Regions from separate parts of the Mus musculus genome. Here regions 1, 2, 3, 4, 5 and 6 are each linked to region 7. The links are chromatin contacts, called in public HiChIP or PLAC-seq, Micro-C and promoter capture Hi-C maps. All regions are on one chromosome and are shown on one strand. Each heading gives the region's core, a stretch centred on a gene start, on an enhancer-like site or on the middle of the called end of the contact. The rest is flanking DNA. Distances are from core to core; before and after follow the strand shown. Region 1 holds the start of Vav1 (vav 1 oncogene). Region 2 holds the start of Catsperd (cation channel sperm associated auxiliary subunit delta). Region 3 holds the start of Adgre1 (adhesion G protein-coupled receptor E1). Region 4 has its middle 24 kb from the start of Adgre1. Region 5 holds the start of Ptprs (protein tyrosine phosphatase, receptor type, S). Region 6 holds the start of Safb2 (scaffold attachment factor B2). Region 7 holds the start of Mllt1 (myeloid/lymphoid or mixed-lineage leukemia; translocated to, 1).

The links. Promoter capture Hi-C pulls out the DNA fragments that hold promoters and counts their contacts. A called contact is a pair of places that touch in the nucleus more often than the background predicts. HiChIP or PLAC-seq counts read pairs in DNA pulled down with a chosen protein or histone mark.
Region 1: a contact with region 7 is called in an H3K4me3 HiChIP or PLAC-seq map of bone marrow-derived macrophages, with 2.6 times the contacts expected there. The contact joins the promoter of Vav1 here to the promoter of Mllt1 in region 7. A contact is called at or near these places in 2 of 39 promoter capture datasets (the SN4741 cell line and liver), 1 of 484 Hi-C or Micro-C datasets (muscle stem cells), 3 of 115 datasets of contacts at active chromatin or transcription factors (bone marrow-derived macrophages, memory CD8 T cells and pancreatic cancer cells) and 1 of 9 other capture datasets (adipose tissue).
Region 2: a promoter capture Hi-C map of fetal liver shows a contact between it and region 7, with 2.9 times the contacts expected there. The contact joins the promoter of Catsperd here to the promoter of Mllt1 in region 7. A contact is called at or near these places in 6 of 39 promoter capture datasets (cranial neural crest, embryonic stem cells, fetal liver and 3 more), 1 of 484 Hi-C or Micro-C datasets (embryonic stem cells), 4 of 115 datasets of contacts at active chromatin or transcription factors (astrocytes, embryonic stem cells, memory CD8 T cells and 1 more) and 1 of 9 other capture datasets (liver).
Region 3: a promoter capture Hi-C map of neural stem cells shows a contact between it and region 7. The contact joins the promoter of Adgre1 here to the promoter of Mllt1 in region 7.
Region 4: a promoter capture Hi-C map of the HPC-7 cell line shows a contact between it and region 7. The contact joins the enhancer-like site here to the promoter of Mllt1 in region 7. A contact is called at or near these places in 6 of 39 promoter capture datasets (the C10 cell line, the HPC-7 cell line, cranial neural crest and 1 more), 1 of 15 datasets of contacts at CTCF or cohesin (embryonic stem cells), 2 of 115 datasets of contacts at active chromatin or transcription factors (embryonic limb bud and microglia) and 2 of 9 other capture datasets (adipose tissue and liver).
Region 5: a Micro-C map of embryonic stem cells shows a contact between it and region 7, with 2.0 times the contacts expected there. The contact joins the promoter of Ptprs here to the promoter of Mllt1 in region 7. A contact is called at or near these places in 2 of 39 promoter capture datasets (embryonic stem cells and pre-B cells) and 3 of 484 Hi-C or Micro-C datasets (embryonic stem cells and natural killer cells).
Region 6: a promoter capture Hi-C map of pre-B cells shows a contact between it and region 7, with 4 times the contacts expected there. The contact joins the promoter of Safb2 here to the promoter of Mllt1 in region 7. A contact is called at or near these places in 6 of 39 promoter capture datasets (embryonic stem cells, fetal liver, liver and 1 more), 1 of 15 datasets of contacts at CTCF or cohesin (embryonic stem cells), 7 of 484 Hi-C or Micro-C datasets (B cells, CD4 T cells, embryonic stem cells and 2 more), 3 of 115 datasets of contacts at active chromatin or transcription factors (effector CD8 T cells, embryonic stem cells and microglia) and 2 of 9 other capture datasets (adipose tissue and liver).

The regions. Positions count from the first base shown.
Region 1 is chr17:57,277,611-57,281,350 of GRCm38.p6, reverse strand. It overlaps Vav1 (vav 1 oncogene), which reads right to left and starts at 2,251. Exons shown (of 27, transcript NM_011691.4): 1 at 1,950-2,251. The coding sequence starts at 2,153.
Region 2 is chr17:56,626,029-56,629,456 of GRCm38.p6, reverse strand. Catsperd (cation channel sperm associated auxiliary subunit delta) reads right to left here and starts at 1,314. Exons shown (of 22, transcript NM_175350.3): 1 at 1,207-1,314. The coding sequence starts at 1,268. It overlaps Lonp1 (lon peptidase 1, mitochondrial), which reads left to right and starts at 2,554. Exons shown (of 18, transcript NM_028782.2): 1 at 2,554-2,976. The coding sequence starts at 2,584.
Region 3 is chr17:57,357,018-57,360,402 of GRCm38.p6, reverse strand. Adgre1 (adhesion G protein-coupled receptor E1) reads right to left here and starts at 1,717. Exons shown (of 22, transcript NM_010130.4): 1 at 1,647-1,717. The coding sequence starts at 1,677.
Region 4 is chr17:57,333,438-57,336,862 of GRCm38.p6, reverse strand. No RefSeq gene overlaps it. Among named protein-coding and RNA genes, the nearest start is that of Adgre1, 24 kb to the left of the region's middle. Within about 2 kb of position 1,377, at least 49 of the 459 cell types and tissues checked have an H3K27ac peak or open chromatin away from gene starts, as enhancers often do. A contact at or near this core is called in the HPC-7 cell line, adipose tissue, microglia and 1 more, where this site is marked.
Region 5 is chr17:56,474,713-56,478,082 of GRCm38.p6, reverse strand. It overlaps Ptprs (protein tyrosine phosphatase, receptor type, S), which reads left to right and starts at 1,603. Exons shown (of 33, transcript NM_011218.2): 1 at 1,603-1,743. It overlaps Gm32822 (a long non-coding RNA gene), which reads right to left. Exons shown (of 4, transcript XR_385656.4): 1 at 2,731-3,370; 2 at 1-1,867. Gm9258 (a long non-coding RNA gene) reads left to right here and starts at 1,810. Exons shown (of 1, transcript XR_105855.2): 1 at 1,810-2,735.
Region 6 is chr17:56,583,025-56,586,929 of GRCm38.p6, reverse strand. Safb2 (scaffold attachment factor B2) reads left to right here and starts at 2,345. Exons shown (of 21, transcript NM_001029979.3): 1 at 2,345-2,656; 2 at 3,859-3,905. The coding sequence starts at 2,486. Safb (scaffold attachment factor B) reads right to left here and starts at 1,948. Exons shown (of 21, transcript NM_001163300.1): 1 at 1,580-1,948. The coding sequence starts at 1,768.
Region 7 is chr17:56,933,318-56,937,139 of GRCm38.p6, reverse strand. Mllt1 (myeloid/lymphoid or mixed-lineage leukemia; translocated to, 1) reads left to right here and starts at 1,752. Exons shown (of 12, transcript NM_022328.2): 1 at 1,752-1,877. The coding sequence starts at 1,866.

The DNA.
Region 1 (3,740 bases), core at 1,002-3,501, 340 kb before region 7:
GATGGGCGAGTTGGTAGTATATAAATTATTTCTTCCCTATTTGCTGGACAAAGGAGAGAGATAGGGAAACGAAGGAACTATTCTTTCATTCCGACCTCTACGACTTTATCTCTCCTGTTTCCCAGTCAGTGGCTCCTTTCCTTTTTCTTTCTGCCTTCCCTTGGGGTACCTCCTCTGGCATATTGTAAATAGCCTGCTGATTCTCACCTACATCTCCACCAGATGTAGGATTTCCAAGAAAGTCAGAGAGACCAGAGGCCAGAAGTTACCAAGAAGATAGATGGGGGAAAATGAGGATGAACACTGGCCCAGCCTGAGGCTTCATACAGCTGGACATAGAGAGCCAGAGCAATGAGAAAACTCCTATTGATTCTTCAGAACCCAGCTTAAATACCCCTTCGTACATAAGACCTAATTCTCTCAAGCAGTGAATGTCCTTACATCCCTAGAGAACAAGAGCCTGTGATGCATCTTCTTCTGTCTCACTGAGTTTAAGAACTCTTTGGGGGCCAGAGCCAAGTTCCCAACATTGCTTGACACACACTAAGGCTGCTGTTGGGACACAGCTAGTCCTCTGGGGATTAACACCATGAACACCTGTCCTTCAGAAAAGTCAACCTTAGTTACAATACACAGGGGGGTGGAAGGCCATCCTTGACTCTAACCGTTTTCCCAACAGCTGTGATTGCCACATCATTGGGCACCCTGAGTCCCGCCAGAGCTGGGGCCCAAGAGTCCCATAGCTACTTCCTCAAGCCCTGAAAGCTACTGAAGTTCAAGCAAATGTAGGCAAATCTCTGCTGACCCCTAGCCAGCCAGAGGGACGGTCCATGGGGGACAGTGGGTGCTCTGTTCCCTACTTCCTTCAGAGGACTCACAACAGCTTCAGAGACTGCTGGCTCACTGACAACCCCAGAAATACCCTGGAGACTGCAGCAGGCCATTCTTAAAGTAACTCCCGTCTTCAACTCCATGGGACCCCTCGCATGAAGGGAAGAAACTAGGCTCTGACCCCGTTGCTCATCATTTCTAGGGACAGCCTCCTGGGACTTGGAAAAACAGGCTGTACAGGACTGGCAGACTGAGAGCAAGAGGACAGACAGACAGACAGATGCCCCCTACACCAAGGATGTGTCCTTCAGACCCCATGGCAAGGCCATGTTCCCTTAGATACAACTCATGTCCCTCACACCCCACGGTAAGGCTGTGGATCCCTTTGACTTGAACCTATACCTTTCATTTCTAGGGCTATCAGCCCTCCCCCCGAAACCCAGCATCCCTGGGGAAGCAGAGAAAAGAGTACAAAGCCACCAGTCACCTTTCACCACCACCCCAGCCACATTCAAATAAGGATTTGAATACATTTTCTAGGCTCACCGGGGCATAGTCTGACCATGCCTCCACTTGAAACACGGAGAGTGCACAGATGTCAAACTCAGGGACACCCAGGGCCTTGTTAGGACCCTAGGCCTGGGCCCTGCACTTCAATGGGCCCTTCCCGAAATAGGTAGAGTTGGGATGCCACAGGGTCTCGCATTGCAGCCCCCAACACTCCACGCCACACAGCACAAAGCCCTGGCAGGAAATGGAGGTGAAGGAAGATGTGAGGAGGAGGGGGGCAGAAGAGGTGGAAGAGGAGGAGCCACCGGTGGGGGAGAAACTGAAGGCCTCTCTCTCTTGAATCTGGTTCTCCAACCTCATGCACCCTCTTGGCTAACTACGAGGCAACAAGATACCTCTTAGGACCCCTTTAAATGGATCTCAACAGAGTCAGCTGGGGGCGGGGCGGGATAGGGAGATTTCCCCCTAAATTTGCTGGGACAGCTGCAAGCCAACCAAGAGTGTACAAACCCACCCAGAGCTCCGTTCTGCTCGACACCTCTCCATAGCCAGAGCCGGGCCTACCAGCCTTTATCCAGTCGGGCCCTAGCATCACCCAGCAGACTCACCTGGGACATCTGGGGCCGCAAGTTAACCTCGCGAAGATTAATGGCCTGGGGAAGCAGGTTGTTAAGCAATTGGCACAAGAGGACACCGTCCCGCAGTGCCTGTGCCAGCTCACACACCTGGGCCCCCTCCCAGGTCACACGGTGGCTGGGAGGCAGCACCCGACACTGGATCAGCCAGTGGGTGCACTGTCGCCAGAGCTCCATGGTGGCTGCCGGCCTCTCACTTGGCCCCTCGGGGAGGCCCCGTGCACCCTCGTTCCTTCACCACCGCCGCCGCCTGCCCCAGTGGGGACAACTACAACACCACTTCCTCTTCTGTGACTGTAACTGTCGCCCCGGGGTGGGGGTGGGGAGGAGCTGTGGGGCGGAGGGGGAGCAGCATCTGCAGTTACGCCCTCACAGCTTCCACTCACTGGTGTGACCTCGTCTTTCTCCACCTACACTGAGCAGACCTGGGCACCTGCTGAACTAAGGTGCCACTATCTCATCCAGCCGTAGGCACCTAGGCTGTCACCTCCTGTCTCCTCCTGGTCCCCAGTCTACGGCCCTGATCTCTCACAGCCTTTTGCCCCTGCAGCAGCCAAAAGGGACCACTGAACACTGAGTCAAGTCTCAACCATTCTTCCACCACCCATAACCCTCCTGGTTCAACCTTGCTTTGGGGCCAAAACTCATGTCTTTCCTGCACCCCACAAGGCCCTGTTCACCCTGCCCCAACCCCTGCCAGCCTCTTCTCCTCTCTCTGTTCTTCACTCCCTGACCTCCATCCTGCCCCAGGGCCTTTGCACTTGTGCCCACCACCTGACAGAAGACACTAATTCACTCCATCACTTCTTACATGTTACTTTTTGATTACTGAGTGCTCAGCCATAGATGGGACATCTATACCACCACCAGCCCGAGGCTCAAGGGAGAAGGAACAGAAAGTCGGTAAGAGTCGGGGGCGGGGGATGTGAAATGCTATCTCCAGGGCATACCCATGGCCACTACGCTCATGAACTCCGTGCAGTTATGGTGGCAGCACAAGACAAAGCCAGGAGGGAGCCAACATGCCCACAGGCAGCAGTAATGGATGCAAAGGGTTACAAAAGAGCAAGAAAGTGGGGATAAGGTAAAGAGAGTCCACTCTCATTCGGAGTCAGAGGGGAGTTGAGGGTGGGTAGGACGAAGATAGGTTGTTAACATGTAGGAAACTGCCAACAAATAGAACTATAATAAACATTAGAAAATATATTCTACTTTGAAAGCCATTTCACTTTTATTACATATATATATGTGTGTGTGTGTATATATATACATATGTATGTGTGTATGTGTGAAGGTACATGTGGGGCACAGTACATGTGTGGAGGTCAAAGGTTAACATGGGGGAGTAGGTCCTCTTTTTTTTTTTTTTAAAGATTTATTTATTTATTTATTTATTATATGTAAGTACATTGTAGCTGTCTTCAGACACTTCAGAAGAGGGGGTCAGATCTTGTTACGGATGGTTGTGAGCCACCATGTGGTTGCTGGGATTTGAACTCTGGACCTTCGGAAGAGCAGTCAGGTGCTCTAACCCACTGAGCCATCTCACCAGCCCAAGGGAGTAGGTCCTCTTTCCACCATGCAAGCCCCAACGATTGAGCTCAGATCATTAGGCTTGGTAGCAATCACCTTTGCCCACAGAGCCCTCTCACCCTCACCACCCACTTTTCCTTTTTTCTTTAAAACTTGTATGTGTGTGTGTGAGAAAGAGAGAGAGAGAGAGAGAGAGAGAGAGAGAGAGAGAGAGAGAGAGAGAACACTATG
Region 2 (3,428 bases), core at 65-2,564, 310 kb after region 7:
TTAAGAACTGAGGTCCCCAGGGGACAGTTAGTTAGCAGCCTCCACGACAGGATGGCTTTCTGAGCTGGGCACCAAAAGTGGGAGACTTTTCCTTTCTCAGCAGGGCTTCCCTGTCTCTTCCTGTCTTTGTTTGGACAGTGTCCTTAAACACAGGTGGCTGGCCTCTGAAAAGTGACCAGCTGCAGAACTCAGCACACACAGCCTGTTCTGGCTTCCCACCCACATGACCCATTGGCCCTTTCCACCTGTACCCCTCAAAAAAGCCCTTAAAGCCGGGCGTGGCACACGCCTTTAATCCCAGCACTCGGGAGGCAGAGGCAGGCGGATTTCTGAGTTCGAGGCTAGCCTGGTCTACAAAGTGAGTTCCAGGACAGCCAGGGCTATAAAGAGAAACCCTGTCTTGAAAAAACCAAAACCAACCAACCAACCAACCAACCAACCAAAAAAACCCCCAAAACCAAACCAAAAAGCCCTTAAATACGCTCTCATCCCTGGAAGAATACAGCAGACATCCCACTGCAGTAGTCTCCAGAGATCATTTTGTCCATATTCATGGCTGTCTGAACCCTCCTCTCCACCTCTGCCCCTTTTGTCCCCTCAGGCTGGTGACCTCCGGGGAGAAAAGTGGGAAGGAGGAGGGCATACAGAGACATACTTGCATGTTAGCGATCAGAGACACTGCTCACCATGGCACTAAGCACAGCATACTTCCCAACATGCACTCAGCCTCAACAGCCCATGGCACTGCTGCTGAGCCAGGTAGGGATGGATGGTGGGACAGATTGCAGACTGCACAAGGAACTTAGGTTTGACGCATGTCCAAAGCCCTGGCTCCACACCCAGAAATGGATTTTAGTGATTTGCTTGGGAGAGATATGCCAAATTTGATTTCTACAATTGGGCTGGAGGGTATGCCTGGGCTCCAACAAGAACCAGCCCCATTCCTCCTGTCATAAACCTCCCAGCAGGGCTGGAGAGATGGCTCAGTGGTTAAGAGCACTGACTGCTCTTCCAGTGGTCCTGAGTTCAATTCCCAGCAACCACATGGTGGCTCACAACCATCTGTAATGGGATTTAATGGCCTCTTCTGGTGCGTCTGAAGACAGCTACAGTGTATTCATATAAATAAAAAAAATAAAATTGAAATATCATTTAAAAAAAAAAAAAACCTCCCAGCAGCAATCCAACCCAGTTAGGCAGTTGTACCGGCACAGTGTGTGAGCCCTGACCATGGTGGCCACTGCTGCTGCTAGCATCAACACCAGCATCTTGCCTGGTTCTCCACAGCTAACACTGCTCTTCAACCGCCAAGCTTGAGAAAGTGTCTGAGCATGCGTGAGGTTAGGCCGCTTCTCTCCTACCCGCCTCTTGTCTGGGCACGCGCACCAGGTAAGAAGGCCACTAGCAGGACCTTTTGGACGTGTCGGACAAAAGCCCGGTTAGGTCTACGCAGAGGAAACTGGAAGGAGTGGGCATGCGCAATATGGAAGCAGAGCTCGCACATTTCAAACCTGAAAATTACACCCAGGTTCCCAGATCCATAAGTCAAAATCCAAAGCATGCCCAAACTTCAAGGAGGTCACCACAGCACTAGCATGAGCACACGTGGGTGTGGAAGCAGAGCTTTGGGCATGCATCAATCCACTCCCTGCTTTGTGGAGCCGGAGCATGCACACGGGTCTCTTGGGACGTGTCCTGGAAGCTTCAGTGTTTTGGTAAGTGCCTCACGGACCACTGACAACAAAGGCAACGCTGAGCAGGCGCACCTGCGCACGGCCTTTAGCATGCATACTATACGAGAGGCAAAAGCCCTCCAAGCACGCCTCCTCCAGTGTGGAGTGAAGATGCCACCAACTGCGTAGGGAGATGTAGTAAAACCTGTTGTTGTGTATCAACAAAGAACGCTGAAAAGACTAAAGTTAAAGGAGGGGTGCGCTGTACTTTTCTTCCGATGCCTTCAGAACACAGAATTTACCCTGTAAAACCTTTTTGATGGCAGTAGAAAAACAGAACGCAGTACTAAGGTACAGCTTGGACAGGACAAACCAGTAGTTGTAGGAACTGGGAGGGGCCACGCTTCTTCCAGGCCCCCTTCCTAGAGCGATGCCCCCCGCCCCCTCCGCACAAGCTCCAGTCTGGAGTCACCGCTCTGGCCACGCCCCTATGTCAAGCCCCGACCTTTGAGCCCGCCTTCGGCCATATCCCTGATTCCAGTTCCTCCAATCCCTGCCTGGTGGAGCGCCCCCCATTCGGACCACACACCAGTCCTGCTTTCTCCGTCATGTTTCCTCAAGCTTACTACACCTCTCACTTTTTCATCCAGATCCTCAAAGTCCTCTCTAGAACATCCTTCATCGGGCCACGCCCCCTTGCCGTCCAACTCCAAGCCCCGCTCTGAGCCTTGAACCACGCCCCTACTCCGCCCTCCCATCCCCAAACCCAGTCTCCCTCTGACCACGCCCACTCACTCACCTTATTCAAGCTCCGCCTCTCCAGCCCGAAGCACGCGAGCGTCATCACGTGCGCAAACGGGGGGCGAGCAGAGATGACGTAAGTGCGGTGCGCCGTCAGTATGGCTGTTCCATGGCGGCGAGCACAGGCTACGTGCGGCTCTGGGCCGCTGCGCGGTGCTGGGTTCTGCGGCGGCCGCTGCTGGCTGTCACCGGAGGCCGGGTCCCGAGCGCGTCCGGGTCGTGGCTGCGCCGAGGATGTCGGGCCTGCGACATGTCAGCTCCCTGGGGCGGCCGCGTTCTTCCCGGCGGGGTCCAGTGGCGGGGGCTGTGGGACTCGGGCAACCGCGGTGGCAGCGACGAGACCTCCGAGGGCGGTGCGGAGGACGGGGCCACGGCGAGCACCGGGGAAGGCCCGGTCGTCACAGCGCTCGCGCCCATGACCGTCCCGGATGTGTTTCCTCACCTGCCGCTCATCGCCATCACCCGCAACCCTGTGTTCCCGCGCTTTATCAAGATCGTGGAGGTAACCAGAGCCCCCGCTCCCCTGCTCTGCTAGCGGGACCGAGTGGTCTCTCAGCTCCCTCGCGTCTAAGAAACTTTTGGAACCGCACTCCTGCTTGTCATCGCACCACTCTGAGGCAAGAGGATACCACAGTCCTTGGTGGCTCACTTGGACACAAATTCTTCCCTTTTTCTGGTCCTTCAGGACCCGAGATAGTGAGTGTAGAAATCCCAGGCCGACTAGCAACAGAGTATAGTTATTTCGCTTCCATCCTGGTGAAAGTTTTGTAACGCCTTCTCAGCCTTGTTCAATGGTGTAGAGTTTATTCATTGAGACAGCCTTATGTATCTTTTGTCTTGAGACATTCTCCTTTTTCACACCCTTAATTACCCGCGTAATGTATCGGGCATAGTTGTGGGGATACAAAGTTACAGGCTTTAGGTATTACATTGTAGGAGTAGGAGAAAGGCCGG
Region 3 (3,385 bases), core at 468-2,967, 420 kb before region 7:
AGTAGGACATGATGTTAGAGATGGTCACAGTGAAGAGAGGTCTCAGAGTAGAGTGGCACGGAGGTGCAGGTAATCAAAATTACTGCCTTTATGTATGAAATCCTCAAAGAATAAATTAAAATGTATTTAAGTAAATAAGCATGATATTATTTTAAGTTCATTCTTGAGACGATATTAAAATTATTGCCTTTATGTGTGTAAGACACATATATGTACATGTAATGTACATATACATGTATGCAGGCTAGCTGTTTGCTGTGGTTTGGATGTGAAATGTAACCAACACAATCATGTGTTTAACCTATTGGTCACCAGATGGTGGTGTTGTCTGAGGAAGTTTAGAGATGAGGCCATGGGAGGGGACCTGAAAATATGTACGCCAGTTCAACTTCTTAGCTCTCTGCTTCACAGTCAACAAGCAGAAAGCAGTGCCAGCCCACCATCTAACTATGACTCTTCCAAGGCTTCCACAACATGGCAGACCATACCATCTCAAACTGTGAGGCAAAATAGATCCCTCTTCTCATCCCTAAAACCGGAAATCCATATCTCCCATCTAAATTTAAAACAATGGGGAAAAAAAATCTTGCAAACACGCGAGAAAACCAGTGACGTGGAAGATCACACAGTGAAATGCGCTAGTGCCCAAAACAAAAGCAACAGGAGCCAGAAAAGGAAGGTGTAGCCCCGAGTCTATTTCTAGAACGGGACTATCTTCGCTGACTCCCACAGCACAAACCAGCCATGACTAAGAGTTTGAACAAGGCCAGAGCTGGAATGATTTTATACCGTGGCTCTACCCCTCATTAGCTAAGACTTGCTCACAGTATTTCTTTTTGCATCTGTGAGTACACATGTGCCTTTTGTGTGCATTGCATGTCTGTGTGTGCATTGCACTTGTGTTGTGTGTGCATGACATTGTGCAATGTGTAGTGCAGGTGAACATGCACTTGTGTGTACTGGCATGTAGGAACCAGAGGATGACCTCAAACACCTTTCTCCAGTTCCATCTACCTTAATTGTTTAGAGACAGACTTTCTCACTGATCTGGAATCCACCAATTGGGCTAGGCTAGCTGGCCATCAAGAACCAAGGAATCCTCCTTCTCTACTCTCCAGAGCCAGAGGTAGAAGTGTACCACATACTTGGTTTTTTAACATAAATTCTGGGATCAAATCCAGATCTTTGTGCTTGTAGGACAAGCACTTTACACACTAAACTGTTGCCAAAGCCCGGCAAGTTACCTCTTTCACACCCATGTTCTGCTTTGTGAGCTATGGCTGATAAAAAAGGGCTACGCAATGGTAAGGGGACTGTTTCCATTGCTGTGTGGACTTCCATCCCCCTTGCACCATCCCAGATGCACGCACCGGAGCCTCACAAGTTTACTCCATGTTAAATTCTAACTAAAACTGAGATGGCTCACAAACACAGACATGCCACATGAACAGCTACAGGAAGATCTACCCTGGTGAATAGACTTCCCTAAGTCAAGGAATTTTGTCAAAGGTTTCCCAAGGTAAAGTTTGCTGTGTGCAATAGACATTAGCCTATGGGCCGAACCCCTCCAAGGTTGGCCTTTCTCCCTGCAACCTATTTCCAGCCCACACCTCAGCCATCCATGCCCCATTCAACCTCATACTCACCCCAGAAGAGGAGCAGCCAAAAGCCCCACATCGTACTGTGGCAGTCATTCAATGAAGAAAGCCTTCCCTTTAAAAGCTTGCTTTGTGGGGAAGAAAAGGGGTGGAGTCAGGGTTGCTCAACAAAGCCAGACTGAGCCCAGCAGCTTTCTGCTGAGTTGCCACCATCAGAGGTGGACAGACTGGCAACCCCCTAATTTCTCCCTTAAATCTGGCTAGTGTCCACATTTCTCCCTCTCCCTTCCCCTTCCCCTTCCCCTTCCCCTCCCCCTCTTCCTCTTCCTTTCTCTTTCCCTTTCCCTTCCTCTCTGTCTCTGTGTGTCTCTCTGTGTGTCTCTCTCTGTCTCTCTGTCTTTCTCTCCATTTCCTTCCCTCTTTCTCCATCTCTTACCATCTACCCCATCTCTCTCCAACCTCAGTTTCCTCTGTACCATTCTTTTTTTCAACATTACCATCCCCCTTCCACCTCTCATTCTCTTCTTTCATTACACCAAACAAGTGAGATTGCATGTGCTGCCCACAGTGAAGTCAATCCACTCTTCAAGATCACAAAGCCTTTTCAGTAAAGTCATGCTGCATTTATCACCAGGATCCATGAGCTTGCTGCTAAGAAAATTAAATTCTGTCATCATGTCAACCTTGTAGAATACACACACACCACATACATCACACCAAAGAGACAGACAGACAGACAGAGGGAGACAGAGGGGGGCAGAGAGAGACAGAGAGAGAGAGGCAGAGATAGAAAGAGACAGACAGAGACAGAGAGACCACCATCATCATTATCACCACCACCACACACCACACCACATACACCACACCATACACACCACATGCATCATCACCATACACACACCACACCATACCACACACACCACACCCAAGGCTGTCCACTTTTCCCCTATCATTTAATATAGTACTCAAAGTTCTACCCAGAACAATTAGGCAACAAAAGGAGGTCAAAGGGATACAAATTAGAAAGGAGGAAGTCAAGATATCACTATTTGCAGATGATGTGGTAGAATACATAAATAACCCTAAAAAATAATCCACCAGAGAACTCCTACAGCTGATAAACAACTTCAGCTTAGTGGCTAGATATAAAATTAATTCAAACAAATCAGTAGTTTTCCTCTACTCAAAGGATAAACGGGCTGAGAAATAAATTAGAGAAATGACACCCTTCACAATAGTCACAAATAATATAAAATATCTTGGTGTGACTCTAACCAAGCAATTGAAAGATCTGTATGACAAGAACTTCAAGTCTCTGAAGAAAGAAATCAAAGACCTCAGAAGATGGAAAGATGGCCATCTTGCCAAAAGCAATCTACAAATTCAGTGTATTCCCTATCAAAATCCCAACTCAAATTCATCTGGAATAACAAAAAACCCAGGATAGCAAAAACCGTTCTCAACAATCAAAGAGCCTCTGGGGGAATCACCATCCCTGACCTCAAGCTGTACTGCAGAGCAATATGATTAAAAAAAATTTTTTTTAAAAAACCTTCATGGTATTGATACAATGACAGAAAGGTAGATCAATGGAATAAAATTGAAGACCCAAAAGTGAACCTACACACCTATGGTCACTTGATCTTTGACAAAGAAGTCAAAGTCATCCAGTGAGGGAAAAAAAAAAAACATTTTCAACAAATGTTGCTAGTTCAACTGGCAGTTAGGATGTAGAAAAATACAAACTGATCCATTCTTATCTCCTTGTACAAAGCTCAAGTCCGAGT
Region 4 (3,425 bases), core at 128-2,627, 400 kb before region 7:
TCTCTCTCTCTCTCTCTCTCTCTCTCCCTCTCCCTCTCCCTCTGCCTCTGCCTCTGCCTCTGCCTCTGCCTCTGCCTCTGCCTCTGCCTCTGCCTCTGCCTCTGCCTCTGCCTCTGCCTCTGCCTCTGCCTCTGCCTCTGCCTCTGCCTCCCAAGTGCTTGGATAAAAGACCTTTGTCACCACAGCCAGCCTAAGTTTTTATTAAAACAGATACTGCTCACTCTAGCTGAACCTCGTGGTGCAGGTTATGAAATCTCAGATACTGGGGAGGCTGAGGCAGGAGGATTATAAGCACAAATCCAGCCTTGATCTGCTACATAGAGAGACCCAGGCTGTGGGGGGAGGGGAGGCTCAGTCAGTAAGTGTTTGCTAAGCAAGCAAAGCTCCCTGAGTGAGCTCTGCACACCCTCACTTAAAGTCCAGGCATGGAAATGAAGTTCTATAATCTAGCCCTGGAGAGAGGGAGGTGTGGAGATCAATGTATCCCCAAGGTGGCCAGCCTACTTACTGAACTCCAGGGCTATAGAAGAACCTGTCTCAAAAAAATAAGGTGGAACCCTCTCCCCAAGAGGAGACAAGGAAGACTGTAAGAGCCAGAAGTCAGGCACGACTGAAGCAGGATCTCGGTACTAATAAACTACAGCACCTGTGGCTGCTGCTTATAATCAGACCAGTCAACCTTACAGCAGGAGTTGGAAGGGCTCATGAGCCCACCCTAACTGAGGAGCTGGACAGTTGATGGCTGCTGATGGAGGGAGAGGCAGTTTTCTTTAAACTATGCCCCTGACCCCGCAGGCTGACCATGCCCCAGTGGATAGCCACACACCAAGTACTACATGGACACCCCAAATTAAACTGGATGGGCTATTTAAAATTTAAAAAGAAGGCATGGTGTTGTAAGACGATTTGGATGACAGCGGATCTGGGAGGAGTTGGGGAATATACACAGTTGAACCCAGGGGCCATATCACTCGTGGACGCTAGGTGGCAGCACAGGGCTGCAAGTGAGCGCTGTGTGGTTAGACTGCAAAGTGTTCCTTGAAGTGAAAAATGGGGGCCTCGGCGCCACAGACAAGGAAACACAGCCTGCTGGAGTCTATGCCTGACTTCATAGGCTGGAATTCCACCAGTACAAGGGTCATTGTTTCGGATAAATGCATTTCTCTTTTAAAAAATAATAAAATTATCCAGAGTACCAATTCAACAAATGAAGCTCAGATCCACCTAGAAATCACTAGAGATAAAAATAAGTTGTAAACATTTTTTAAGAAAAATATGTAACAATAAATTATTGAAGGGTAGGGGCTGTGAGGTGGCTCAGCAAGTAAAGAAGTTTTGCACCTAATGACCTGAGTTTAATCTCTAGGGCCTACACGATAGAAAAAGGGAACTGACTCCTGCACAATGTCCTCTGGCCTCCTATTGCTCTCGGGATACTCACACACTCGTTCACACAAACACAAATCAAATAAATTTAATAAGAAACTAAGCCGGGCAGCGGTGGCGCACTCCTTTAATCCCAGCACTCGGGAGGCAGAGGCAGGTGGATTTCTGAGTTCGAGTTCGAGGCCAGCCTGATCTACAGAGTGAGTTCCAGGACAGCCAGGGCTACACAGAGAAACCCTGTCTCAAAAAAATAAATAAATAAATAAATAATAAAAATAAAAAACAGAAAAGAAAATAAACTAAAAATAAATTGAAGACACCATATCATCCAGTAGTGCCGCTGGCCATTCCTTCTAGAAGACTGGGTGGAGATGCCAGAAATACCAGGGTCCCTTCCTGGGGGCCTCTCTAGGCTCATATCCACAGACTTGTGAGTAAACACGTGTGCACACCCACAAATAAACTCAATCTCTTCCGTCTTTCCTCCCCTCTGCAAACGACCCGCCCAGCTGCAGACGTTGTGTCATTACCGCACATGTCCGCGAGGGGGCGATCGTGCCTTTAACGTCCAGCTGTCTGCCTCGGACCGGTCCTGCTTGGATGTCTGCCCCTGCGTTTGAAGCTTATGTCCGATTTCCCACATCTTCATCCATGTTTTTAAATCCCTAGAACAGTGTAGGGAGAGTATTTTGAGGACTGGCCTAGTTTCTGTTGCTATAATAAAATATCCTGACCAAAAAAAAAAAAAAAAAGGGAGCTTTGGAAGCTAGGGGTTGAGTTTACAGGTCTAGATTACAGCCCATCTTTGTGGGGCAGTTAGAACACACACCTCAAACAGCTGGCCGCGTGACAACCACAGTCAAGAATGAAGAAGTGAAGGCCAGCATGCTCATTTCTCCACAGTTCTGGATCCCTGCCTAGGGAATGGTGTGGCCCACTACAGGCTGGGTCTTCCCACATCAATCCCCCACAGACCCTACAAGTCAACCCACCGTAGGCAGTCACTACAGCAAAACGTAACTTGAGCTGACTAATACAAACTTCTGCCACCCTGAGCCTTAAAGATGGACTGAACACTCTGGGCATGGCTGGAATGGCTCCAAGAGCAGATTCGTGACCTCTAACTCCTCAGCATCGCATGATTCAGCCTTTCTTTTTCATGGGAGAACCATGGGAGCAGGCAGCATTCTGTTACCATGGTGCTTGTGATGGTTAACCTTGACTGTGGACTTGAACTTGAACTTGAATCAGCTGAGAGACGTGCTTCTGGGGAAATTCACGGGGGGACTTTGCCCCTTCCTGGAGAGCTCCTCCACTCTGTTACTGCCCCTGTGTTGTTCCTACAATCCTTATCTGACATGCATTGAAGACCTGGGACCCTCCAGAAATCCCCCCACCCCAGGCCTTCAGATCTGGACTTTGCAGCACCCACCTCATAGACTGGGCTGCTACCAGGTTCTCGGCCTTGGCAGCATACAGGCAGCCATTATAGACTGCCCAGGCTGTATCAGATAAGCCAGACGAACAAATCTTCCTTTGATACCTATTGATTCTATCAGTCCTGTTCCTCTAGTGAACTCTAATGCAGTTCTTGAAGCCCGCAAATCCAGTGACTCTCCCTACAGTGAAGGCAGACCCTTCAGACGTGATAAGCATTTCAGACCAGACTCCTGTGCCATAGTCTATCGTTGGCCAAGAATGTGTGTGAGACAGCACTCGGGCACTGACTTTCCTGAGAGAGAACCAGGCAGTGCTGTGGCCTCTGTTAGCCACTTGACCAGTAATTCTCAACCTTCTTAAAGCCGTGGCCCTTTAACTCAATTCCTCAACCACAAAATTATTTCCTTGCTACTTTGTTAACTGTAATTTTGCTACTGTTAGGAACTGTAATGTAAATATCTGATGTGCAGGATATTGTGATATGCAACCCCTGTGGAAGGGTCATTCAACTACCAAAGGGGTTGTGACCACTGCACTAGGGTGCTGAGAACACAGCTTAGCCCTGAGACTCAGCTTTTTTTAGTGTGTGTGCTATGTGG
Region 5 (3,370 bases), core at 354-2,853, 460 kb after region 7:
GCAGGCCGGAACCTGTGTGGGAGGAGTAGGGGCAAAGGAGGAGCAGGAGTCTGCTGTGACTGAAGCAGAGGTAGCGATGGCCGCCCTAAGTGGCTGAACACATAACCGGCTTTGGGTTGATATATTGTTGCCTGTCTATGCTCTGTCAGCTGCAGGCCGATTGTTCTGTTTTGTTACTTCTGTGTAAATGGCATTTAACACAGCGGGGATCTGAGAGGGGATGAATGGCCACTGGAAGCTTCCAGACTCTCAGACCCGCGGTTTACATGTTCCCCTTCGCTGCTCACGAGGACCCAGGGGGCAGAAGCGGTTACTCAGTTCGGACAAACAAGGCAAGGCCTGGTTCCCTCCCTGATGGATGGCCAGTCTGCTCTGGCATGGCCAGTCCTGCCAGCACCCAGCTCCATAATATATGAGTACACACTGTGTGCAGCCAACAGTGCCATACACCTGCAGGGACTATGCAAGGATGTGGACATCTCCACAGAGTACCCAAACTTCAAGTACCTGCTGTGCATGAGAGAAACTACACTAAGGGCCCCTGAACACTATGCAAACCTCCGGCACCTTCTACGTGCTCCAATCTCGACTAGCACCACGTACGTCAATCAGGGTCACCCCAGTCAGGCAAGAGGACAAAGCCGTCTCTGCTAAACTGGCCGCGGTGCAGGCTCTGGGAAGCCCTGTTCTTAATTTAGGCTCCTTGTCAATTATTCATGGCACTCTTCCCCGTTTATGACCCAGTCCTTCCGCCCGGACTCTTCGGCTCCAGGCTCTTGCTCATGTCTCCAGCTCTGGGCCGGAATGAATGAATTCCAGAGGGGAAAAAAACCCAGACTGTAAAACAAAATCGTTTCGTTATTTGAGGCAGGGTCTCAGGTGCAGTCCACACTCGACTCACACTTGCAGCAATTCTCCTGCTGCTGTCTAAAAGTTTCGCACCCCATGCCTGTGACTACTCTTTTCTTTAAGGTGTTTTTCAGTCTTTTGCTGCATTTCATCTGTTTGGCATGTCTAGTAACTCAGTGGACATGGGTGTGTGCATACATGTGGAGGTCAGCGCCATAGGAGTCAGATTCCTCCTTCCACTATGGGACTTTGGGGATTGAAGTCAGGTTCTCTGGCTTGGGCTGCAAACACCTCTATTTGCCGAGCCATTTTGAGCCCCACCCCCACTTTTAAAAAATTTTTTTTAATGCCCAGCTCATCCTCCTTTTCCCAAGCTGGTCTCGAATTCATTGTTATCCCAGGCTGTTCAAAAACGACGTCCTCCTGCTTCAGCCTCTTCAGCCAGCAAGGCGGGCTTGATGGGAAAGATTTTAGGGAAAGGATATTTTGGCCAAAGAAAGCAGAGTGGGGAGACAGGCAGGAGGCTCAGGTCATCCTCAGTGTAACTTGAGGCCAGCATGGGCTACAACAGAACTTGAGTTTAAAAGGAATCCAGAGGAGACAGGCCGGGCCACGTGTCCCACGTCCCACGTGCTCCCCGGGCCTTCTACAGGCTCCTGAAGCACGTGACCCAGCAGCGCCTCCTCACTGGGCAGGCATCTGCGCGCAGGCGCAGTACTGTACACGGCCAGGCCCCAGGGCCGCGGCGGCGGAAGGGGTGACGTCACCGGCTGGGGGCGCGCGAGCCGCAGTGGGGTTTTGCCCCGCCCGCCAGGCAGCTCGGGCCGCGCGCACACGCGGAGCCGCCGGAGCCCGGGCCGACCCGGTGCCGGGAGCAGCATGCGGAGCCCGCAGGTACCGGGGTGCACGGGGCGCACGGGGGACACAGGGGGCGGGGTGGGCGGCGCCGGCTTTGTGCTTCCAAGCTTCTCCGCCTTTGTGCTCCGAAGGGGGTCCGGGCTGCAGCCGTAATCGGATTCTGCAAGAAGGAGAGGGATGTGGAGGACCTGGAGGGATGGAGCTGGAGAAATGGGGACCGCGAGGGTTGTGGACCCGGAGGGACAGAGACCCACAGAAACGGGAACCGGTAGAGACAGGGTCCAGGAGGGATGAGGACGCGCGCGGGCGACTTGGCCCGTACCCAGGGTCACCGACTGCACCAGCCGGGCGGGGACGCGGTGTGCGGTGCGCGGTGTCAGCGTCTGGAGCTGCAGACCGGGCCAGGCGCCTCAGATCACCTGGGGCTTCGGTTCCACCCTTCTGCGGTCCGGGCGCCCCCAACCCCCGACCTCCCCCAGCTTTGGGATTGGGACTGCTCATCCACCCTCATCCTCGCGATGCGGGGGCCTGTGGGGAACCCCGGGGAGCCAGCCTGCGGCCCTAAGGCCCCCGGTACACCCCAAGAGCCCCCCGACTGGCTGAGGGTGGTGACGTCACCGGGGGCGGGGACTGGGGCGCAGAAGGAAATGGGGTCCGAGAGCAGGTACCCCCGTTGCAATGCGAGCTGGGTCAGGGCCAAGTTCTCTGCTCATCGTGGAGCCTCTTCACCCCCAAACCCCAGCACCACTATGAGCGAGGATCCTTTTGATTGCCACACCCCCCAAATCCCTGTGCGTTACCCCTTTTCCCTGCTCTCAAATCTGCCTCCATATGCCCCCGAAAACCTGCAGCAGGTGTGAGCGCCCATCTTCCCGGTCACCCCTCACCTCGTCTCTCCCTCCAGTAGAACCTCCTAACGGTCACTTCCCCGGGTGTCTCCTGGCCTGGCAGGGGTTCCCTTACGCTCACTTTCCAACCTGAGCAAGGATGTCCCTCCCCCAATAAACCGTCCTTGGTGCTCACATGGAGACCTCTGAGGTGTCCCAAGCCTGGATGGGCACTCGGGGATCCAAAGAGTCTTCTACAGAGCAAGAGGGATCCCGAGGGTGTTAGATTGGTGGACACATCCTGTTCACCCATCTTTCTGCACCTGGATCCTGGGTCCTGGCTTCTGTACCCCCCGGGGGGTGCTGCTGTCTCTATGGTGCAGATAACGGCCGTCTGCTTTGTCTGGGCTAGCCTGGGACCCTCCTACTCGGGCTCTGGCCTCTCTTGCCAGCTGCGACTCCTTCCTTCATTAAAGGCCGGGTAGTGGGAGCTGCCATTTGCATAGACTCCCCTCCCCCCTGCCCGGTCTTTTCTCCTTTCTTTGTGTCCCTCCCCCTGTCAATCTCCAGCTGCCTTCTGTCCCTGCTCCTGCCTTCTGCCAGCTGATTTCTTGGCGGCTGCAGGCGGGCAGCTGGAGCTGGGGGCGGCTTCCCGCCCCGACCAACCTCAGAGTCCCCAGCTCGGAACAGTGGGGGGACACTTAGGTCCCAGATAATGTCTGTGCCTGGCCTCCGGTCCGTCTCCCTGCCCATCGCGCCTGGGTCTCCAGAGACCCACAAACTCCCGTCCTGTCCCTTGTGGGGCCCCAAGGAGTATGGGGGGGACACACCCTCAC
Region 6 (3,905 bases), core at 1,096-3,595, 350 kb after region 7:
TACCATCCACCTTGTCTTACAGACTTGACTGGACTAGTCAGGCAGTGAGCCTCAGGGATCGTCCTGTGTCTGTGAGCACTGGGATTGCGGCTGGCACCCCACCTGACCTTTACTGTTGGTGCTGGGCACAGAGCTCAGGCCTTCACACTGCTGCCCTCTCTGCTTGTCACAGTGTCTTCTCTCAACAGCAACTGGTGACTGACTTTGGATGGATCTAGGAGGGTTAAATCTCCAGTTCCTTGTGCAAGGGATGACTGGGCAGATGACAATGTCTGAAAGCTAGAGGGGACAGCTTTTCAAGGTGTAACACAAACAAAGTCTGCTTTCTAAGGTGGAGTAAACAACTACAAAAGCCAAAAGGGGGCCCTGTGGAGACTGAGCTTGTTTACCTGGACTAGACTGCAAGCCAAGCAATGCCTACCCTACCCTGAAGGCAAGCTACTACTGCCTTGATCTGAGGACACTCAGAAGAGGTTAAAGGTCTTCCTGACAGAGAATCTAGGCCACAAAGGAAGGCAATAGAAATGAGCCTCTTTCTCAGGGGGCTCAGTTTGAGGCTGGAACTAAATCCTCCGACTCCCACCTGACCACACAGAATGGAGTGTTATAGCAGTTGTGTGGCAGATGGTTCCAAGGGCCTCTGCAATATTGGGCAAGCATGTTACCTCTGATCTATGTGTCCAACCCCTTTTTTTTTAAAAAAAAAAAGAGACAAAACAAAAACCTACTATGTTTTACAGAAAGGCTTTCACGCATCCCAAGATGGCCTCAAACTTAGGATCCTTCTGCCTCCACCACTCCCGGCCTTAGGAAGTATTTGGGATAAAACTTAGGGTTTTGTGCATGCAAGGTAAGCACAATACCAAATGAGTAGCACACTACCAAATGAGTAGCTCTTGGACCTACTTTATACTTTGAAAAAGGCTTAGCTAGCCCTGAACTCTAATATTCAGGTTGGTTTGGAACTCCTCTACAGCCCAGGTTGGCCTTGAACTCACATCTGACTTACCTTTATCAACAGAAAAAAACGTTCTTTCCTTCCATCTCGTATCTTCCCCTAGCTTAGTTCTAGCAAAGAATTAGAAACAATTTATTTTTCCGCTTTGTTTTTGTTTTTTGTCTCCCTGGGCTACCTACATCCTCCGGCTGTCTGCGAACTCTGAGAGTTTCTCATGTTTCATCTCCACCACCCCTGCCCCCAACGTCACTGTGTCTTCCCAGATTAAAAGAAAAGAAAAGAAACAAAAACCACCTGTTCTGCCTCGGGGGCCGAAAAGGGACTTGGGATCGAATCCCGCCACAAGCTGACCCCACTGGATGACCTTGGCCGAGTCCCCTTCATCCCCCTTTGGGGTTGGGACTAAGCAGTACAGGGAACGCGGTGTCATCGATCCCCCGAACCCGTTCGTGGTGTTATTTCCCTCTGGTCGCATCGCTGGGGGCGTCGAGATTCGAATCCTTGCACCCGGCGCCCGCGGAGCCCCAGTATTAGCGCCCAGCGCGAAGGCCAACGGGCCACTCCGGGCCCGGCGGTGGGTGTCGCCATGGCGACCATGGGGTTCCCCCCCGCGAACCTCACCTTCTTCAGCCGCTCCATCAGCACGCTCTTGTTGCCGCTCGAGTCGAGGTTCCGCTTCTTCAGCTCCGCCCGCAGGTCGATCACCCGCAGGTCGCTGAGCCGCCGCGTCCCGGTCTCTGACGCCGCGGAGCTCACGGCCGCCGCGCCCGCCGCACTCGCGTCTCCTAAACCCGACAGAGTCTCCGCCATTCCAGGGACCCTGGTTCCGTCGCCCACTTCACACAGAACCGGGTCAGTGGGTTTGCGTGAGTGTGTTTTTTTTTTGATTTGTTATTATTATTATTTTTTTGAATCTCGGCCCTCTTACCACAAAATGGCGCCGCCTGAGAGGGAACCGCTTCAGCCTCCCCGGAGGCGCACCTCGACACTGCGCAGGCGCCGCCGGCGCGAGCCCTACGCTCTCAGACGCCTTTACCCAAGCGCAGTGTGCGCGGCGGCAGAGACGACGTAGGCGCGCCTCGCCGGCTCGCGCTTGGCCGCGGACCAAGACGCATGCGTGCTACAGGTCGTGCGCCTGCGCATCACTGTCGGAGCGCTGGCCGTAGAGCGGTGGCGTGCGCAGCCGGGCAACGCTGCGAGAGGCAAACGGGGGTCAGTGAGCGTAGCGAGGCGGTGCGCGTGCGCATTAAAAAGAGGGTGGCGACGGGGCCGGGGGGGGGGGGGGGAGGGGGGGCTTACGACCGGTTGCGCATGTGCACTTGTACCCGCGAGGCTCGAGACTGCTTTGGCGTGCGACCTAGGAGGTGCGTCAGAGCTGTGCGCCTGCGCAGCCGCAAAGGGAGGCGGGAGGAAGCGAGTGCGTTTTCCTCTTCGGCAGCGCCATTTTGTACTACCTCCGAGCCGCCACAGCTGGTGCCAGCGAGTGGAGGGGGTTCCGGAGCGAGTTGGGAAGTCGCGGAAGCGAGGATGGCGGAACCCGGGACCGGGTCGGGCGACCCCGCCTTTGGTCCGGGCGCCTCGGAGAGTGGGACGCGGCGGCTCAGCGACCTGCGGGTGATCGACCTGAGGGCGGAGCTGAAAAAGCGGAACCTGGATACGGGAGGCAACAAGAGCGTGCTGATGGAGCGGCTGAGGAAGGTGAGGGAACCCGAGTGGCGCCGTGGACCCGGGCACGTAACTGCCCGCGCAGACTCGGGCCGGCCTTCCCACCCCGAGCCCCCCCCCCCGACTTCGGTCTGTGCTGTCAGTTACCGAAGCAGCCGAGGCTGTGTGACCTTTACTAGTCGCTGCCCCTCTCTGTGTCTCGCCTCCCACTTGCCCCGGGATTTGCAGGAAGCCGGGCCTTGTTGAGTAATCGGGTGGCTCTGGGCACGTCTCCATGATGACCTTGCACCTGCAGCTGTCTTTTCCGCCACCCTAGTTTTACTCTTCTGGGGAATCTATCAGTCAACCCCACTGTTGGCGGTGCCCAGTGTCTCTGCACAGACCATGTTCGCTCCCAGGTCCGGTCCCCTCGCGCTTCCCTGGTCTTGGAGCCTAGTTGTCATCTCGAGTCAGCGTAAGATGTCACTTTCCTCCCCCTAGACAAGAAGTCTTGTCTACTGCCCTTCAGCGCTTGACACAAGCTTGCCTCTGTGGAACAGGGTCCTTGAGGGTTAGGGACTCCTGATTGGCTGCAAGTAGAAGGCGCCAGAATACTTTGAGGGAAAATTGGCCAGCGCTTTCTTCTTCGGTCTATGTTGTTTTTCCTTATCAAAAATCAGCGCCTCCCCTCCCACGCAAAACTTTTTTTGGAGAGCTACTGTGGCCCAGTGTGGCCTTGGACTTGCTGTGAAACCCAGACTAGACTTCAGCTCTTGGTCTCCTGCCCCCCCTTTTCACTTCCAAAATGCTGGAATTAAAGGTTTGCTTTGTTATGGGAGGCCTTTTGAGCGCCCCATTCAGCTCTTTGCCCTGCCTGAATCAAGGACAGGTTTCCTACCATCATCCCTGTGTTTGATGAAAGAGCACACAAGATGAGCGGTCACCAACCCTGATTTGGGGTTAATACTTGGATTTTATTCTATTTTTTTGTCTTGGGTTGGGGATTACATCTAGGGCTACAAGCTGCCAGGTCATGTATGACCACAACCTGCTGACAGTGACTCTGCAACCCAAGCTTTCAGCTTCCCTTTCTCTAGGTTTTGGGTCTTGAGCAGGGAAGGGGAGCTGGCTGCTAAATGTGGTCTTAAGCTAGATTGTGAACACTTGCAACTGCAAAGTTGCTTCTTAAAGAACACTTTGTGTCAACCCCTCCTAAAAGATAACTTTATTTAAAACTTCATACTCTTTCCCATCAGGCATTTAAGGAGGAAGGACAAGAACCTGAGGAGGTTGGAATCAGCTG
Region 7 (3,822 bases), core at 503-3,002:
TGGGTTCTGGAGGACAAGATCCAGGTCCTTGGCTTATCTCTACAAGACATTATGCAGAAACCGTTCCCTGCCAGCTCTCTTCAGAACCAGACCGTCGGGGGCCTCTCCTCAGTTACATCCGTTTACCTGATCTAGTCTTTCTGAACGATGAGTGAGCCTCAGTCATCGTTAGGGCTAGTTAAACCACTGGTGGCATAGCACCTTTACTCCATGAACAAGGGAGGGCTTTCTCACCACTATCTTGAGGTCACAGTCTTACTGCCTCCACCTCCAAGTGTAGGGGCTTGGTCTGGTACTGCTTGTATTTAGGTGCTAAATTCTGTATCCCAAGGTCTAGTTGCCCCCAAGGAGGAGATCCTCACATACCCCAAGTGATGCTACGTATGTAACCTAGCCTCCCAAGTCAATTAGTCAATAAAAGGCTAAAGCCTGTGACTGGGCAATAGATAGAGGTAGGCAGGTTTTCAGTTACCTGGCTGGAGGTTGCAGGTAGAGAAAGGAGACTAAGAAAGACAGGGAAACTGGAGGAGGCCGCCACGAGAGGAGATGGACCATAAGCATGTGGCCAGGAAAAACAGCACGTCACAAGGGACACATGGGCAGGGATGTAAGTTAGAATAGCTCCAAACTAGTTCCAAACTAGAATAGCTGCACAACCTAGACTTACGGTTTGTAAATAAAATACCTGGATTGTGTGTGTGTCTTTTATTCAGGTTAGCAAAAATTTGTATTGCCTTTTATATCCAAGTTCTAGGATGATAGACATGTATCTCTGCACTTGGCTTATAGAGTCTTGAGGCTAGAACCCAGGGCTTCATCGTTCTAGCAGAGTGCTCTACCAATTATGCCCCAGCCTTGGCCTTCAAGTAAAAAAGTGAAAACAGAGCTGTGGGTGTAGTTCAATGGCGGGAGCCCTGAGTTCAATCCCCAGTTGTCAGTATCCACAGTCTACGGTTGACTACTGACTACCGTTCCTTTCCCTGCGTTGAATGAATGAGACCGCTGATCATTTAGAATGGCTCCGTTTCAGATGTGCACTGTAACAACCACAGAAAGAAGAACCACCTCCGACAAGTTTTTTTGTTTGTTTTTGTTTTTTAAAAGCTTACATTTTAAATGGTGCGTGTCTGTGTGCGAGCGCTAGCACCTGTGTGCAGTGCTTGAGAAGGCCAGAAGAGGTCACTGAAGTCACAGGCTGGTTTTTTACAGATGCACAACCCTAGCCTTTGCAAGGAGAAGTGGGCTGAACCCGCTGGCTTTACAGGATCCAGACCGGTAAACTAACCACCGGCGCTGTCACGCAGGAGCACCGAACATCGCCAGCGCTCCCTCCCTCCGCAGGGCTCGAACTTAAACTCTTAGGGCCTTTTTAGGGACGTCCCCTCTAGAGCCGCTCCCGGGGCGCAGTGCGCAGGCACCGCGCCACGGCCTGGCCCAACCCCTCCACGTGCGGCGCACACCTCGCGCCGCTCAGCAGAGCTCGCCTCGCGCCTCCTTCACTCCCTCCGCCCGCCCCCCTGCGGCGCCGGCTTTCTATTGGCTGACGGCTTCGTCGTTCTGACTGTCGCCCGGCGGGCCCCCACCAGCCCGGAAGTCCCGCCCCACGCGCGGGTCTCTGGCCTTCTGACAGGCTCGGAGGCTTGTCCATCGGCGAGGCCGGGCCCGAGTCGGCGGCTGGGGGCCCGCGGTCGCTGAGCCGCCCGGGCTGGCGGCGGTTTCCGGTTCAGCGCGGCTGGCGGGCGGGCGGGCGGCCCGGAACGGCGGCGGCGGCGGTGCGGCCCCCGACAGACAATGAGAGCGGCGGGGCGTTGCTGAGCGGCGGCAGCGAGAGCGACGCGGGCCCGGGGGCGGGGCGGGCGCCAGTCATGGACAATCAGGTAAGAAGCCTCCGCCCGGGACTGGCCTCCCGCTGCCCTGCGCGGCGTTGTGGCCGGCCCTGCGCGCACACCGCCCCGTGGGCACCGAGTTTGCGCGCGCCCACCCGGATGGGCCCTTCTCCAGCCACTGCGACCCCGGGGCGTCCTTCCCCCATCGCCATCTCGGGATGCCCCTCCTCCACTGTGACCCACGTACCCCTCCCCCATCGCGACCCCAGGTCTGGTGCAGAACCCTTTGGGATCTAACTCAGCACCCCAGTGCCACCCACTCCACACTGGGGAATTCTCTGCCAGCGTAGTGTATCCACACCGCCGCGGCATCTTGAGGGACTCAGCCTGGCTCAGAGCCCCGTGAGACACCCCTTAGAATCCCGGAGTACCCCCTGGGCATCATACAGGAGCTCAGGGCTTCAACACCTTAGGAACTCCATCTCATTCCAGAGTCCCCGGAGGCGCCCCTTAGGAATCCAGTTTACACACAGACTCCTGAAGTGTTTATCAGGATCCCAGGGATTTAGCGCCCTGGGCATCATCACAGCCTGGAACCCTTTGGGATTCCCCTTAGAGCCTTGGTACTACCTTAGCACCCTGGGGATCTCCCGCCTGGTCCACAGCTCTCCAGGAAGACTTTTGGAATCCTATAGCCACTCACAGCACCATGGGGATCCCGTCCTGGCCCCACATCCCCTGGGAAATCATTTAGAATCCCAGTAGAGAATGGAACCCATTGGGATTACAAAGCCACCCAGTCTAGCCGGGAACTCACGTCCCTTATGAATCCAAATCTAGCCAGACTCCCTTCAGAACTCCAGTACACCCCACAGCTCCTGGCATCCTTGTATGGCCCAGAATCTTTGGAAACATGTCTCAGAACTTAAGTGGGTCTTCCAGCCCCTGTGGTCCCTAGCATGAATCAGACTCTGTGGAGAGTCTACACAGAGTCCCCACAGACAGGGCTAGTAACTTTAGGATGCCCCCCCTACATATCCTCTTAGATGCTACACCACCCCAAATAGGGCCTGAGCCTCAATCTTTTTTTGGAAGATTCCTTCTTCCTGGGCCCATGACCCCAAATCTCCCCAAACTCCAGGGAATACCCCCCCCCCAACCAGGTGCTAGCTTCAGGTCTGTTTTGAATGCTCTCTGCCCAGCCACACCCTCTCTCCATCTAAGACACTCACTTCAGTTCACTTTTCCCAGCCTCTTGGGTAGCCTGCCTCCTCTACCTCTTCCCCTCATGTCACCCAGCTCTGTACCATGTGAGCTCCTCCCCATCTTCTTTAGATTCCCCTCACCCAGGGTCACATCCTCCCCCTTCCCTTCCAAAGACGGAACTTCCAGGGGTACCAGTCCTGGGAAGGTGTGGGGCTGTGGGGGTGGCAGCTGATGGCTTCCTCTGCTGTTGGTAAGGGCAGGTTGGGTCATCCCTAGCTGCTGGCACCATGGAGGCGGCTTTGTCTAGTTTGGCCATGTGGCTGTTAGTTTCAGATACATCGGTAGGGACCTCCTGTGTGTCCCACTATCTATGACCTAGGACCACTGGGGCAGGTAGCAGGCATAGCTTTTTTGTCCCTGGTGTGCCTGACTTGCTGCTAGTGAATAGGCTGATTTGCAAGCCTGCTTGCTACCTGGGCTCTTCATTAGTTGAACCACACAAAAAGTCCCTGTTCTTCGGCACCCTCTGCACTCCAAAACTCAGGAGTCCATGTCCTCAATAGAATCCCCAGAGATTGGAGACCATTCCCTCTGTGGTGTCCTGGGTGGCTGTCACTTTGTGGCTGTGATGCTGAGGAAAGGCAGCAATCTCAGGGACAGTGGGGAACAGGATTTGCTCAGGTGTAAGACCCCCAAGAGCTGCTGGTGCTCAGCTGTGTTTGTGGCTGCTTTTAGGTTTCAGCCAAGTAGATGAAAAGTTGAGTCCTTATCATAGGAGCACCTGCTAAAT